2 separate regions of the Hordeum vulgare genome follow, and region 2 is linked to region 1. Evidence: chromatin contacts called from public Hi-C data. All regions are on one chromosome and are shown on one strand. Each heading gives the region's core, a stretch centred on a gene start, on an enhancer-like site or on the middle of the called end of the contact. The rest is flanking DNA. Distances are from core to core; before and after follow the strand shown. Region 1 holds the start of LOC123426617 (acetyl-coenzyme A synthetase, chloroplastic/glyoxysomal-like). Region 2 holds the start of LOC123426622 (chloroplastic import inner membrane translocase subunit HP30-2-like).

The links. Hi-C and Micro-C count contacts between places; a contact is called where the count stands out from the background.
Region 2: a contact with region 1 is called in a Hi-C map of leaf, with 6 times the contacts expected there. The contact joins the promoter of LOC123426622 here to the promoter of LOC123426617 in region 1. A contact is called at or near these places in 2 of 6 Hi-C or Micro-C datasets (leaf and seedling).

What each region holds. Positions count from the first base shown.
Region 1 is chr2H:453,503,193-453,510,314 of MorexV3_pseudomolecules_assembly, reverse strand. It overlaps LOC123426617 (acetyl-coenzyme A synthetase, chloroplastic/glyoxysomal-like), which reads right to left and starts at 3,193. Exons shown (of 18, transcript XM_045110480.1): 1 at 2,517-3,193; 2 at 2,026-2,172; 3 at 1,775-1,930; 4 at 1,562-1,684; 5 at 1,309-1,477; 6 at 481-563; 7 at 206-307; 8 at 49-137. The coding sequence starts at 2,813.
Region 2 is chr2H:453,709,514-453,716,635 of MorexV3_pseudomolecules_assembly, reverse strand. LOC123426622 (chloroplastic import inner membrane translocase subunit HP30-2-like) reads left to right here and starts at 3,333. Exons shown (of 6, transcript XM_045110483.1): 1 at 3,333-3,807; 2 at 4,320-4,435; 3 at 5,727-5,853; 4 at 6,073-6,227; 5 at 6,357-6,419; 6 at 6,497-6,819. The coding sequence starts at 3,478. The coding sequence ends at 6,524.

The sequences.
Region 1 (7,122 bases), core at 1,944-4,443:
GAGACCAAATTTATGCCCCCTGAAGACCCCCCAAAATTTTCACCTTACCAGTATATGTCTGTTGGTTTGTGATCAAATGCATGTTTAAATGTTGTTGCGGCATATACCATATAGCCCCCCGTTGTATGCAATACACCCTGCACACTTCACAATATCTTTATTTTATATCCAGGGGATATACAATAGACTACGGGGTTAAGGGTACCTTTGGTTTTCCTGTGCTGCCACTAGTGTACAGAAGAAACAATGGATCCTCTGCATCAACCCATTCCACATCACATCTAGTAGGGAAATTGGGCACAACATCCTGGGGGCACATCATCTCGTATTGAGAAACAACTCGCATACTTGTAGTATACAACACAAAACGAAAAGGTTGAAAGGTGATCTCCCGATTGATAAAGAAGTCTCCGGAATGTTCTGTGTTTAACAAATCTGATATTACATAGAAATTGTTGAACTTGTTTAGTTTGGATATACCTGCCACCAAACATCTCTTCCAGCTATCCATTGTGTGTCCTCTTTCTTCATGGCCAGCTGATTTTCATATGTCAAACAAATGCCTGCTCGGCAAAAGAAGCACTGAAGATGAGAAAACTTCAGACTTTGGACTAGATTTCTCTAAACCAATTCTATACATATGATCATTCAATACAATATTTTCCCAGAATAAGTAATATCCATCATCAAGAGTATACTGGCACTTTCGAGTTCAGACAGTGCATAAGGCATCAATGAAGAACAGCAAGACTTAATGTTTTAATATACCCTAATCTAAGAGGCTAAGCCAAAAAGATGTGAAAAAGTGGCAACCACCAAAGTATCTGAGGGATACAAGTGAGTGCTTTTGCCCTGCACCTGGGCACGCACACATATGACAATTTCATTTTATTTTCAGTCACACTTCGAGTTTTCGAAATCCAATTTTTTGTTTGCAAATGTTCAATGTGAGATGTTGGGCAAAAAAGTGACTCTTTGCGTGCTGCAGAAAGTTTTAGAGTCTAAAATAGGTACTATAAAGTACACAATTACGTGTTTTTATTGTAGGAAAGAAATGGACATATTTTTGTACCATAGTTTGCAGGCACACTACATTCAACATTGCACATGTACCAGATCTTTTCGGATTAAAAAAATGGAATTCAAATTGCATCTATGTATACATTTTCGGATAAACATTTGGTATCACGGTAAACCTTTGTATGTACAGTGTGGACATATGTAGGTGAAAACAATGCAAAAATAACATGTATCGAGAAGGTAGCAAGTTAGACTGCCTGGAAAGAATAAAATAGCTGGTGGTCATACCTACTGTGACACCATTTTTTGAACTTTCAACCAGAGACGCATCTACTATATCTTTGAGAGGGATGAGTTTCAGCCCCCTCTTCACAGCATTGCATGTAATCACAACCTTAGGCTTGCAGTCAGTGATCCTCTGGGCTATTGCATCGGCAGAGAAGCCAGCAAACACGACCTGAATATAATCCAGCGTCGTAACATGGCAACATGCATAGGGTAAATCAGAATAACTGGAAGTGCAAACTGGGGTAAAACTTACAGAGTGAACAGCACCAATGCGGGCGCATGCAAGCATTGCAATAGGCAGCTCCATGAGCATCGGCAAGTAGATCACCACAGCATCACCTTTTTCAACCCCGACACTCTTCAAATAATTGGCCAGCTGCAAGAAAGCACCCCAAAACAATTAAACCATGTCTGCATACATCAGGACATGTTACATGCAATTGTTTCACCATAACAGCATATTTACCTGGCAAACCTTATCCAAGAGCTCTGAGTATGTGAGCTTCCCGTCCTGATCAGGCTCATTCCCCTCCCAATACATCGCAATCTTCGCACCGTCCCCGGCCTCCACGTAGCGGTCCACGGCATTGTGGCAGATGTTAGTTTTGCCCCCTTTAAACCACTGCGAAAATACCAACGACGTTCAACGTCACTCTGTCCTCCCATCACAAACAAGTCAGGATCGAGAGCAAACACCACACTTAGGCATAAGCTTACTTCGATCTTGATCGGCCCCTTTGTGACATCAAGGTTCTCAGTACAGACTTCGTCAGGGCTCCACTTCTGCTTCCAGTAGAATGTTTCAGCTATTTCTGACCAGAACCCGGCAGGATCATCAATCGACCGCTGATACATCTCCCGGTACTGGTTGCCAGTCATTGAGAAAAACACCATGATCAGTCATCATATCCGCCACAAATCAAATACTACAGAGTCAGGGAATGTTCTACTCGGTAGTCAGTACTCAGTAGTCAATTCACAGACCCTAGGAAAATGGGAATTAACCCACGCTCCGAATTCACCAATCCTAACTCTCCTTATGTCCAGTCAGTCCCTATCTGCCTTATCTGATGCCGTGAGTGGGTAGCGATGGATCACACAACTAGCCGCATACTACGCGCCTCGAAACGGAAGGACTTCGAACGTACGGCGCCCGTCTGGGGGCGGATCAACATAATCGAAATGGAAAGTGGAAAAAGAATGGAGACCTGCTGCGGAGAGGAGACAAGGGCCTGGGCGGCGAAGTCGGCGCTGGGGTGGACGAGGCCGTGGTCGTCGGACGCCGGCAGCGGCTCGCCCAGCACGGTCGCCGCGCACGGCGCAGCGTGCCGCGGCTTGGCGGCGGCCACCGCCAGGCGATCGCTCGCGCCCATGGCCGAGCCCCACCGGAGCGGCGATCGAGACGACGAGGGGGCTAGCGCGGGAGCCTGGAGTGGGATCGCGCGGTGGGCGCGTGCGGAGCTGCAGCAGCAGCGGGCGGTGGTGGCGTATATATACTGGGCCATTGACGGCCTCGTGGCCTGACGGCCACGGCTCACCACACCACCTCCTTAACTGCTCGCCACCGTGGGCCAAAAAAATTCTGACTTTCGGGGCGCGTTCTGGTGGAGGAGCTAAATCAGCAGGCAGGTGGGGCGGGCGGGCGGAAGGTGGAACCGTCGATGCCTCTTGTGTCTAGTCTGGTTGGTGCGCCTTTTTCTGGTGGGACGGAGTTGTAGAGTGCTCTTGCTGCTACTCTACAGCTACTACTGTCTATGGATTCGTCGGCGCCGGCTACCGGAGCGGAAGGGGGGAAGAGGGAGCCGCGCGCCGGGCGAGGACGTCTGGATGCTCTGCGTGGCAGCGTGGGGGGTCGAGAAGCTAGGTGTCTGTGAGGGAGAATCGTCACTCTTTTTGACCCGTCTCTCCACCGTTGGAACAGAACAGACGGGCGGACGGCTCACCGCTCTGCCTGGTTTGCATCGCCGTTCGCAATCGTCCGGTGGTTTCGAGTAGTTTTTGCGGAAAGAACAATTTGAATGTATTTAACTTATTTTTAGGGGAAATGTATTTTTAACTTAATAAATTCACAATCGCTCGCCAATTTTTAAATTCCTTTAATTTTTGCAAAACACATTATAATGCTCACATGCACACATACACTCACCATGCACGCACACACGCTCTGCAACTTACTAGTTTGACAGCCGTTCTAGTGCAGCCTAGCTCAACGAAGCCTGGCTCAGCGGAGGCTGGTTGTCGAAATGTATGTGAAAAACTAACATCTGTATATTGTTTGGTTGTCTGCATTTAGACCTTTCGTATTAAATGAGTAATTTTGACATAGCGTTTGGTTGCCTGCATTGATTCAAGTCACACTACTACACGGTATTTGGTTGTATACGTGAGATATGATTAAGAGCTAACACTTACACTTAACACACACATTTACACCGTGCCTCGTGACTATGGTGGACGGTGACCGCGGCGCCGCATCCGACATGACGCGCAAGGAGTCTCGTGCTAGCGTTCCTGCGAACGCCGCGGCAAACTAGTTGCTTGTGTCGCCGCCGCAGAGAAACTCCGTGCGGAGGAGCGATGAGGCAACAGACGGGGAAGGAGAAATGCAATGTGTGTCGGACCATATCGACTGCGGTGGATGGTGACTGTGACGTCGTGTCCGACATGACGAGCACGGAGTCTCGGACGAGCGTTCTTATCGCGACCCGACAAACTACTTGCTAGCGTCGCCGTCGGGGGAAAAAGTCCATGCGAAGGAGCGCGCGAGGCAGAGGATGTGGGAGGAGAAATGCAATGCATGTCGGACCATGGCGACTGCGGTGGACAGTGGTTGTGGCTCCATGTCCCGCACGGCGTTCACGGAGTCATGCGCCAGCGACCTCATCGGTGGCAAAGAAAGTCTGCATGGAGACAATGGACAGATAGAAGAAATGTAGTGCTCGCTTCATGGCAGCGTCATCAGTGCAGTAGAACGAGAGAGAGGAGACCAAGATGATCGACGCCAGAGACGACTCCATTGTACTAGGATGTGGGCAATGAGGTTAAGAGGAACGGTGCCAGCGTCGAAAGGGACGAATAGGAGGACTCCCAGACATATAGGACAAAGGAGAAGAAATATGGTGTGCGCGTAATGACGGCGTCGGTACAGTAGGATCGTCGAAATAGGAAAATTGCAACACGAATGTCATATGGAACTGCAAGATGAAGTTGTCGGTCAAAGGAAATTTCAAATGGTCTACCATGCATGAGGAATTTGACAAAATTCGTCCAAAATAGCTCCAAACCTGAACATGAAATTGAGCATTTACGGTTGATGAAACTACAAACTGATCGTAAAAATGGAACCATAACATCAATGTGCATCTTTTTTGTGCAGGGCTTATCTCGAACCGGAACACCGTTGTGTAGATTAGAAGGGAGAAGGAAGAAGGAGATTAGGGATGAGCTTAGTAGAGGTAGAAGAAGAAGTACGTACACAGTTCGCATCCCTCCGGCCACCTCTGGTGCAAGGGCCCCACCCATGCGCACTCGATGTGCATCGCTTGGGCCTGGTAAAAGGACGTGGATGTTGCCTATAGGGGGTGAATAGGATATTTAAAGTAACTACTGTTTAGGCTTGAACAAATACGGAATAAAACAAACATTTAATTTGTCAAGCACAAAACCTAAAACAACTAGACTCACTTATGTGCACCAATAACTTATGCTAAGCAAGATAAACAACTAAGTGATAGCAAGATATATAACAAGAAATAATATGGCTATCACAAAGTAAAGTGCATAAGTATAGGGCTCGGGTAAGAGATAACCGAGGCACGCAGAGACGACGATGTATCCCAAAGTTCACACCCTTGCGGATGCTAATATCCGTTTGGAGCGGTGTGGAGGCATAATGCTCCCCAAGAAGCCACTAGGGCCACCGTAATCTCCCCACGCCCTCGCACAATGCGAGATGTTGTGATTCAACTAAGGGACCCTTGAGGTGGTCACCAAACCCGTACAAACAAGGTTGGGGCAATCTTCACGACTTAATTGGAGGCTCCCAAGAACACCACGGAGCTTCACCATAATGGATTGTGGCTTCTAGATGACCCCAAATGCTCGGGACAATCTCCACAACCTAATTAGAGACCCTGACGCTTGCCTAGAGCTTTAACCATAATAATTGAGCTCTGAGGCACCACCAAGCTTCTAGGATGCCAAAGCACCCAAGAAGAACAAGCTCTAGGGTACCAAGCACCCAAGAGTAATAAGCTTGTCAACTTTTCACTTCTACATATCACCATGGAGAACTCAAACCGATGCAACTAATGCAGTGGTAAGAACACACAAAGTGATAAAGTCCCTCACACTCAAATTCCTCCACAACAACAAAAGCCATGGAGGAATATGAGAGGAAGAACAAGGAGCTCACAAAGAACTCCGAGATCTAGACCCAAGGGGTTCCCCTCACAAAGAGGAGAAAGTGATTGGTGGAAATGCGGATCTAGATCTCCTCTCTCTTTTCCCTCAAAAACTAGCAAGAATCATTGGAGGGACTGAGAGTTAGCAAGCTCGAAGAAGGTCAACAATGGGGGGCAAACACGAGCTCAAAAAAGTTGAATATCATTGGGGAAGAAGATCCCCTTAAATAGGTCTTCCCAAATCCAGTCGTTATGTACACAAGTCGTGCACAAGCAGTACTACTGCTTGGATGACACGGAAGTATCGGGCTTCACACGCAGTTTGACAAAGTGAGGGAGGAGGTAGTTCTGCCGGAGCGGTACTACCTCTCCCGCCAGCGGTACTTCCGCTTAGCACTGTAGGAAGCCCAGACTTAGTAGAAATGAGGAGGGTTGCACAAGAGTCCACACAGAGCGGTACTTCCGCTCATTACTGCCGCTCAAAATCTGCTCGAGCGCCGAAGATACCAGAGAGCTAAAAATAAGCGTTAGTACATAGCGGAAGTACTGCCTAAGCGGTACTACTGCATGAGCAGTGAAAACTGTTCTGAGAAAAGAAACCACCATAACTTTCACGTACGAGCTCCGAATTGTGCAAACTCAAGCTTGTTGGATAGCACACGACGAGTACTATCCAAACAGCGATGTGAAACCTCTATGATTGAAGAACCGACAAAAATTCCAACATCAAAAACATCATAGAAGATGCATACGGACTCTATTTTTGATGAAATCGAGCTTGTCGTGAAGATGACCATAAGCTCAAGAACCCACAAAGAGAAAAGACAACCAAGAACCAAGAAAGATGACGATGCTAAGAATGCAATGGTTTGAGCTCTCAACAAATGATACCATCCAGCTACTCACTTGAGAGCCCCCCTTGATAGTACGACAATCGATCATATAGCTCGGTCTCCCAACTAACACTATGAGACCGGTAAAATAGAAAATGTATCAAGGGAAAACCTTTGCCTTGTGCATAGTCCACTTGAGCTAGATGATGATAATGTTGTCCTCCTCAAGATGGACCACCTTTCTTGATTGCGCCGGCTCGATGAAGACTAGTAGATTGCTCCCCCATACTCCACTATGGGTAAGCCACTCTTCAGCACATCTTCACAAGTCCATTTCCACCACAATGGACGACAATCTTCAAGCATGATCTATTGGGGACGCTCAACTTGAACTTTCACATCGCAATCTTGATGACAAACACCACTTGATGTCATCCTCCACGGGATGTATGATATCTTGCTCTTGATGCAAGCCATGGGAATATACCTAACCCCACATAGAACTGTCACGTAGACCATGGGTTCATACACAAAGCGTAATGGACAATACTTACCATACAATCGGATCACTTGATCCC
Region 2 (7,122 bases), core at 2,084-4,583, 210 kb before region 1:
TGATGAAGACCCCTTAATTCTTCATTATGTATCCAAGTCTCTAATGTCCTCCATAGTCACCTATTGATCAAGTTTGAGCTTGTTGGTCCCCAACTACGTTGGGTCCTAAGAGGTTAATCACAATAGGCTTGGAAACCCAAATGGTTCTTTTCTTGACACCATTTTGAGTACCAACAAACTTGGCAAACACATTGCCAACCTTATCCTTCCCAAGGGAATAGGTATCATCAATAGTGATTGGGTTTGATAAGTTACCTCTTGTGCAAGACGAAGCGACGTGACCCTTCTCACGACATAAGTAGCAACATCTACCCTTTGCTTTCTTCCCAGTTGATTTCTCACCTCGGGGAGTGTTGGCTTGGGTCTTATTGGGAAGAGGCCTTCCTTCAACTTGTAGCTGAATATGTGATTGAGTTTGTGGCCGCTTCCCTTGTTGCTTGTGACTTTGAGACTTCGTCTTCAGAGGGCAAGATCTAACATGGTGCCCTTTAACTTTGCACTTGAAGCAAATGATTTTGGCCGAATTATTGACTTGTTCTAGGCCCCTCTTGTTCTTGTTTGAGTTTACTTCAACATCATTTTTGTCATTCGGAGATGTTTTCTCACACAGGACGTTGTTGAGTGTGGACATCCCTTCATGACACTGTTCCAAGTCTTTCTTCAAAGAAGTGACTTGGGCCTTTAGTTCTTCTATTTCCTCTGCACGGTTAGTATCAATGCAAGTACTAGAGGAAGTGTAAGCTTTAATGTTAGAGCAACAAGGCAAGGAAAGTAATTCATCACACGAGGTAGCAACATTATTAGTAGACGAATTACGAGGACTAGCACATGGAAATATAGTACTTTGACTAGAAGTAGTGCCATTGTCCACATGAGGCTCACTTGATGTTACCTTGGTGATGATAGCCTCATGAGCTAACTTTTGCACATTATGGGATGTTAGAAGATCGGCATGAGAGCTTGTGAGCATTACATGGTTTTCTTCCAACTTCCCATAATTGCTAGTTAGTAAATCAAGTTGAGCACGTAGCTCAACATTCTCCTTCAATGTTGATACTTCAAAAGAGATAGGGTTAGATGTACAAGTATCATCAACAATATGAGAGGAGTAAGTAGCGACTAGAGACTTCTCATGAGTAGATCGCCGCGAGTACAACTCCATCGACCGCGTTTATAGTAACGCTTCCGCTTTGCGATCTTCAATGGTATGAAGATGCTCTACCTCTCTCGTTGCTGGTTTCTCCTAGTTTGATCTTGGTGTGACGTAGGATTTTTTTGAATTATTACTATGATCCCCAACGATAAAAGATAAAATAGATTAGGAGGAGAAACAAGAAAAGGCGAAGGTGAAAATAAAAAATAAAAATAAAATCTCAAAAGGAAACAGATAAAACTAAAAAACAAATAAACAAAAGGAAAAAGCTAACCATCACCCGACGGATCACGATGGCCGCGTACACCACTTCCCTTATATGACACGCATTCAAATGATGCCTCACATAGGATTTTTCAACATGGACTATGTTTGTGAAACATATATGATGTTGTAATAGTCAATGACGAGTCTATGTTCTGCAACAAACTCTTTATTATGGATTATTTTTTACTGCAAGATCTCAATTGTAAAAAAATTACAACAAACCCTCCGTTTTAAAAAAAGCCGCAACAAAACAGTTGTTGCAAAAAAAATTTACAACAAGATCTATGTTATAAAAATAATTCTACGACGACCTGTGCTGCAGACCTGCAGTGATGAAGGCGTACTCGGCTCGTGCAATGTAACAAATCTGACGGCTCACGACCAGCCGACCGACGCGTAGCACATCCTAGAAAGAAAAGGAAAAATGTCATACAGAACCTTCCTAAAATAAGGCTAAATAGAAGTTCTCAAAACCATAGAGAACAAGCAAGAGCTACATCCACAAACCCGGTCATGGGCCACTACCGGCTTCAGAACACACGAGAGCCGAGCATTGTAGTAAATAGGCTTTCCAAATCACTACTTCCTCCGTCACAGTTTAAAAGATATGCACGTATACCTAGATCATCAATTTAACTTATATAAAATATACTGTTTAATATAAAAATTATACCATTAGAAAATAATACATCTAAAGTTTATAATAATATACTTTCTCCGTCCCAAAATAAGTGACTCAAAAATGACTCAACTTTGTACTAAAGTTAGTGTAAATTTAAGTCAATTTTGAGTCACTTATTTTGGGACGGAGGGGGTATATTATTTGTTATATATGACTCTTATTAAATTGGTCAAATTGACGATCTAGATATATGTGTCGGACTTGTAAACTGAGACACAGGGAGTAGTTGAGGAATATACCTTTCAACGATTAATCCCATCTTCCTAGATTGTGACAAGTGGCGCACTATATGCGTGCCATTTATCGCAACCTGGAAGTTTTTCCTTTTTTCTTAGATTCATATTTTAAAAATGTTTTATTTTCTAAACCATGCGTTCAAATCCTGAACTGTTTTCACCGTTGGGTTTATCGCGTTGAGATTTTTAAAACTAGATCCCATGTTGATAAGTTTTGACAAACTTTTTTTTCACGAAAAAACCGGACAAAACAACTGCCGTGCCTCTCGCGATAACAAAATCGTGCCTCTCGCGAAAGCAAAACCGTCTCTCTCACGGAAAAAAGAAAGAACAGAAAAACGTTTTTCTCCTTTCCGAAAGGCACGGGTGTGCCTCTCGCGATAGCAAAACCGTGTCTCTCGCGGAAGCAAAATCGTGCCTCTCATGAAAAAAAGAAAGTGAGAAAGCAAAAAACACGTTTTTTATTTTCGAGAGGCACGGATAGCAAAACCGTGCCTCTGGCAGAAAAAAGAACAGAAAACGCGTTTTCCCCTTTTCTGATCGTGCCTCTCACGATAACAAAACCGTGTCTCTCGCAAAAAGAGAGAGAGAGAGAGCAGAAAATGGGTTTTCCCCCTTTCCGAGAGGCACGGCCGTGTCTCTCGCGAGAAAAGAGAGCAAAAAATGCGTTTTTTTTCTCTTTTCGAAAGGCACGGCCATGCGGAAAAAATTAATCTAAAAAATCAAAAACACGTACTAAAAAATAAAAAAAGTAAAATACGAACAGAACGCTCAGAACACGACACGTGGCGATGGCTAAGAACGCATCAAGTGACGACGCGCGAGAGTGATTGTTGGGAGGCTCGAGTGCTGGCTAACTAGTTGTTTCATAGGCTTTACGAGCTTACATGGATAATACAAAGATCATGTGGGCTTAATGTACTTGTGTTTTACGCAGATCTCGACGAAGCGCCGGCCCATATGATACACGAGAGGGGTTTGGGGTTGGTGGTGGAACCCTGGAGGCAGCAACTGAAGAGAAATATTAGCGGAGCATCCGAGGGGAGGGGATAATAAACAACCAATCGAGGAGCTCCGCCTATCTCTTCCTCCTCTTCCTCCTCCCCTACCCCAACACATCGAAACACCTGAACGGCGGGATGGAAGGGATGGGGCAGAAGAGGCGCCCGCTGGTGGTGATGGCCTCCTCGTCCACTACGGCAGCGCAGTCCGCGTCGCGGGGCGGGGCCAACCCGCTGGCCGAGCTGACCGACCGCTTCAGGTCGCTGGAGGTCGGGGTGCGCGAGTGGATGGCGAAGCAGCCCACCCACATCGAGGCCGCCGTCACCACGGCGTTCGGGGCTGTGCAGGGCGGCGCGCTCGGCGGGCTCATGGGCACGTTCGCGCCCGAAGGAGGGGCGGGGCTCCCCGTGCCGCAGCCGCCTCCCGGTCTCGACCCCAAGGCCATGGCCACCTTCAAGCAAGCGCAGGTCTCCTCCTCGCCCATGTATACCAGTCCTTTCGTTACAGATTTAGATGGAGACCATCATTTTCGGTTTATTTTCTGGGATATTTACTTACAACATAAAGCAATTGGTCCCTTGTTCACACAATACTTGAAACGTCGAGTGTCAAGGTTCTTTTGTTCGACTTAAGACTGGATTTGTCATTTGGAATCGGACCAACTTTGTTAAAATCAAATCGAGATAGCTAGTACGCATGTGATGTCTTTTCCTTTTCGTAGACATCAATTACTTTTCCTTTCTCGTTTCTTAAAGCAATCATCACTCTTCCTTTAGTTTTAGTGCAGCAAAGTCTTTATTGGTCCTCAAGGCTGTCTGACATATACTAGAAACTAAGAACATGCAGAGGCAACGATTACATTCTATCGATCATGTACATTCTATCGATCATGTACTAAGTACAACATTATCCTGGTTGATGCAAATCCAATCATCCTCTAATCCTTCAGGTTAACGGTATCTTTTTTCAATTATTATAGGCTTTGGCAGGCGGGCCACTGGTGCAAGCTCGAAATTTTGCAGTCATGACTGGTGCAAATGCAGGCATATCTTGTGTTATGAGAAGGGTACGAGGAGTGGAGGATCTCCAGGGCAGGTGAGGGTTCATAAGTTCTTGTTTCTTGTTATGTGAATATTTGCAAGTAACAGGAAGCCAACAACACATTTGATAGAATAGGTGCATCTTATTCTGTTCACATAAGATGCTCTCCTTTTATTTCTTAGCTATTGGTCAGTTGCATATCAGCTGGCTAGGATATAAGGAATGTTTGGTTCCAAAGAGTATTTGTTCTACCTGATATAAGGAATGTTTGGTTCCAAAATACTAGTAGTTAAATGGAACCCCAAAACCTAAGTGAAAAGACCAATATAACTGCAACACCGCAATATGTTCTTGCATACAAATTGTATATATGTTTCCTCAATATGGAAGCCTAGTATTATATTTTGAGAAAATTAACCAATCAGTGGCATTGCCTAGGCTGAATAAAATAAAGCAAATGTGGTATCTAAAACCAATGTGGCAATAGGCACCTCTATGAGTGGGCCTAAGGTGTAAGCTAGTTGATCGTGTCAGCCTGTTAAGTGCTGAAAATCACGAAGTTTCATGGCATGACCCAGCGACATGCACAATTATTTTCAAACCACAGTAAAATTGTGCAACTGGGGTCGAATTAATGGATAAAAATGCAATCTTTCTCTCTCTCTCTCTCTCTCTTTCTCTCTAGAATGTAAAGGGGGAACATACCATTACGACCACTAGCTGGATCCATTTGAAGCTGTAAAAATAACATGTTTCCAGACTTATATGTCACTATTTGTGCATGACGAACAAATCAGAGTGTACTTTGTTAGGTAATTGATAACTAATTATTGTAATGGTGTTGTATTAACTAAGAGCAAATAATACCCTTACAATCATGCTGGACAACCGCTTACACGCAGGGTGAGATTGAACTCAGCAAAACATCACAACTCGACTCTTCCCTACAGAATCAAGCCAGAGAATGTGCCACTTTATTTCCATTTTGGTTGCCTTTTACCACCCTAAAATTTGGTAATTGCCGAAGCAACTTCAGGGTCTCTGAAGTGATTCCCACCATTAACCGATACCTATTTTCTACATGATTGATTTCATACGGTTTCTCTAGTGTGTTCATGATTATCTTCTGAAAACAATGGCATATTGTAAGATAAACTTGATATTCTAAGGACTTCAGCAAATAGTAAAACATAATACAAGGAAAACGGAAGGTGATATCACACCCTTCATCCTTTCAGTCAATCATGATTGGTGTTACAAATTCAGAGGACCAATTGTTAATAAGATGAACATATTTGGTATGTATTTTCAACTGCATGATTGATCAACACTCTCTTTTATATAGCATGACAGCAGCTTTTGGTTCTGGTGCTCTATTCTCCATTGTGAGTGGAATGGGAACCCCGAATCCAGTTGTTAATGCAATTACAACTGGTATGGCTTTTGCAGTATTTCAAGGTGGCTTTTTCATTGTAAGTAAGCTGTACATGCTTCCTGCAAATGAAAGTCATTTTGTACTTGAATTATGTCTCTAGGTTTTAGTACTGAATGTGCTGGTGAGCCTTCACGCTGCATTGCAACTTCACTGTTATATATCAGTAGGATAGGGCAATGTATCCTTAATTTATCTATGGTTGTTGTACTCTTCTAATTCTTGGGATCAATCTTATGGTCAATCCATCTAATTGTAGGTTGGGCAGAAATTCTCGAAGACAAAGACGCATAATGAAGATATGAACTATTCTCGTGGAAGAACTATGTTGAACCAATTGGGCCTCCAAAACTATGAGAAGAATTTCAAGAAGGGTCTTCTAACTGATGAAACACTGCCTCTTCTCAATGAAAGGTACATTTTGTAATATTTAACTGAGTCCCTGCAACGGCCGAAAAAATCAATCTTTAAATTAGTAATATGCTTACTGAAATTTACCATTCAGTTGTTGAAAATTCACATTTGTGTTGCATTATCCTCCAGCGCACTCAGAGATGTGAATATCCCCCCTGGTCCAAGACTTGTCATACTTGATCACATTAAAAGGTTTGGAATTATTGCATGCATTTCCGGTTTCTGGTGCGCCAGTTTCTTTTATGATCTGATAGTTTGCAATTTTGCAGAGAACCTGGGTTGGCGAAATCAAACTGAAGTGATTGCATTGGCACCAGTTTTTCCCAAGTTGCATAAACTATGGTCTGGGAAGTCCGTCCAGTCCAGTCCAGCTCTTTCAACGATGATGAGCTCTTTAGGCAGCAGTATGATTGTAAAAGATAACTTAGTAAATGTTTTGTAGTAATTAGGCTGATTAAATTACATGGATTATCTGTATTGAAGTTTCAGTCGAGCTACTTTCTGCTGTTGTCATGGTAGAAATTTTATTTCCAGAACACGTGAGCTTGTTCAGAGTTATTTTTTGAAAATTATTCAGAGTTATTTGTGTAAAGACAAGATGGAATGTCTCAGTCTGGCTGGAACATGTTAATACCCCTTCCTCCTGTTTGCCAATCAGATAGTTAAATGCTGCTAGTTGTAGCAAGGATAAGTGCAGGATTGCCGTACGCTTCAACATGGAGAAGTGGCTTCAAGCACGCACAAACTCTTCCAAGAACGTATCTTAACGTGCAATATACAATCCCAAAATAGTTGTGAAAACCACAAAATTTACATAGTGAAAATAGTTGCGAAAGCCAGAAAATGTACATATTGAAAAACCTGATTCAGCAAAAGCAAAACAGAAAATTGATAA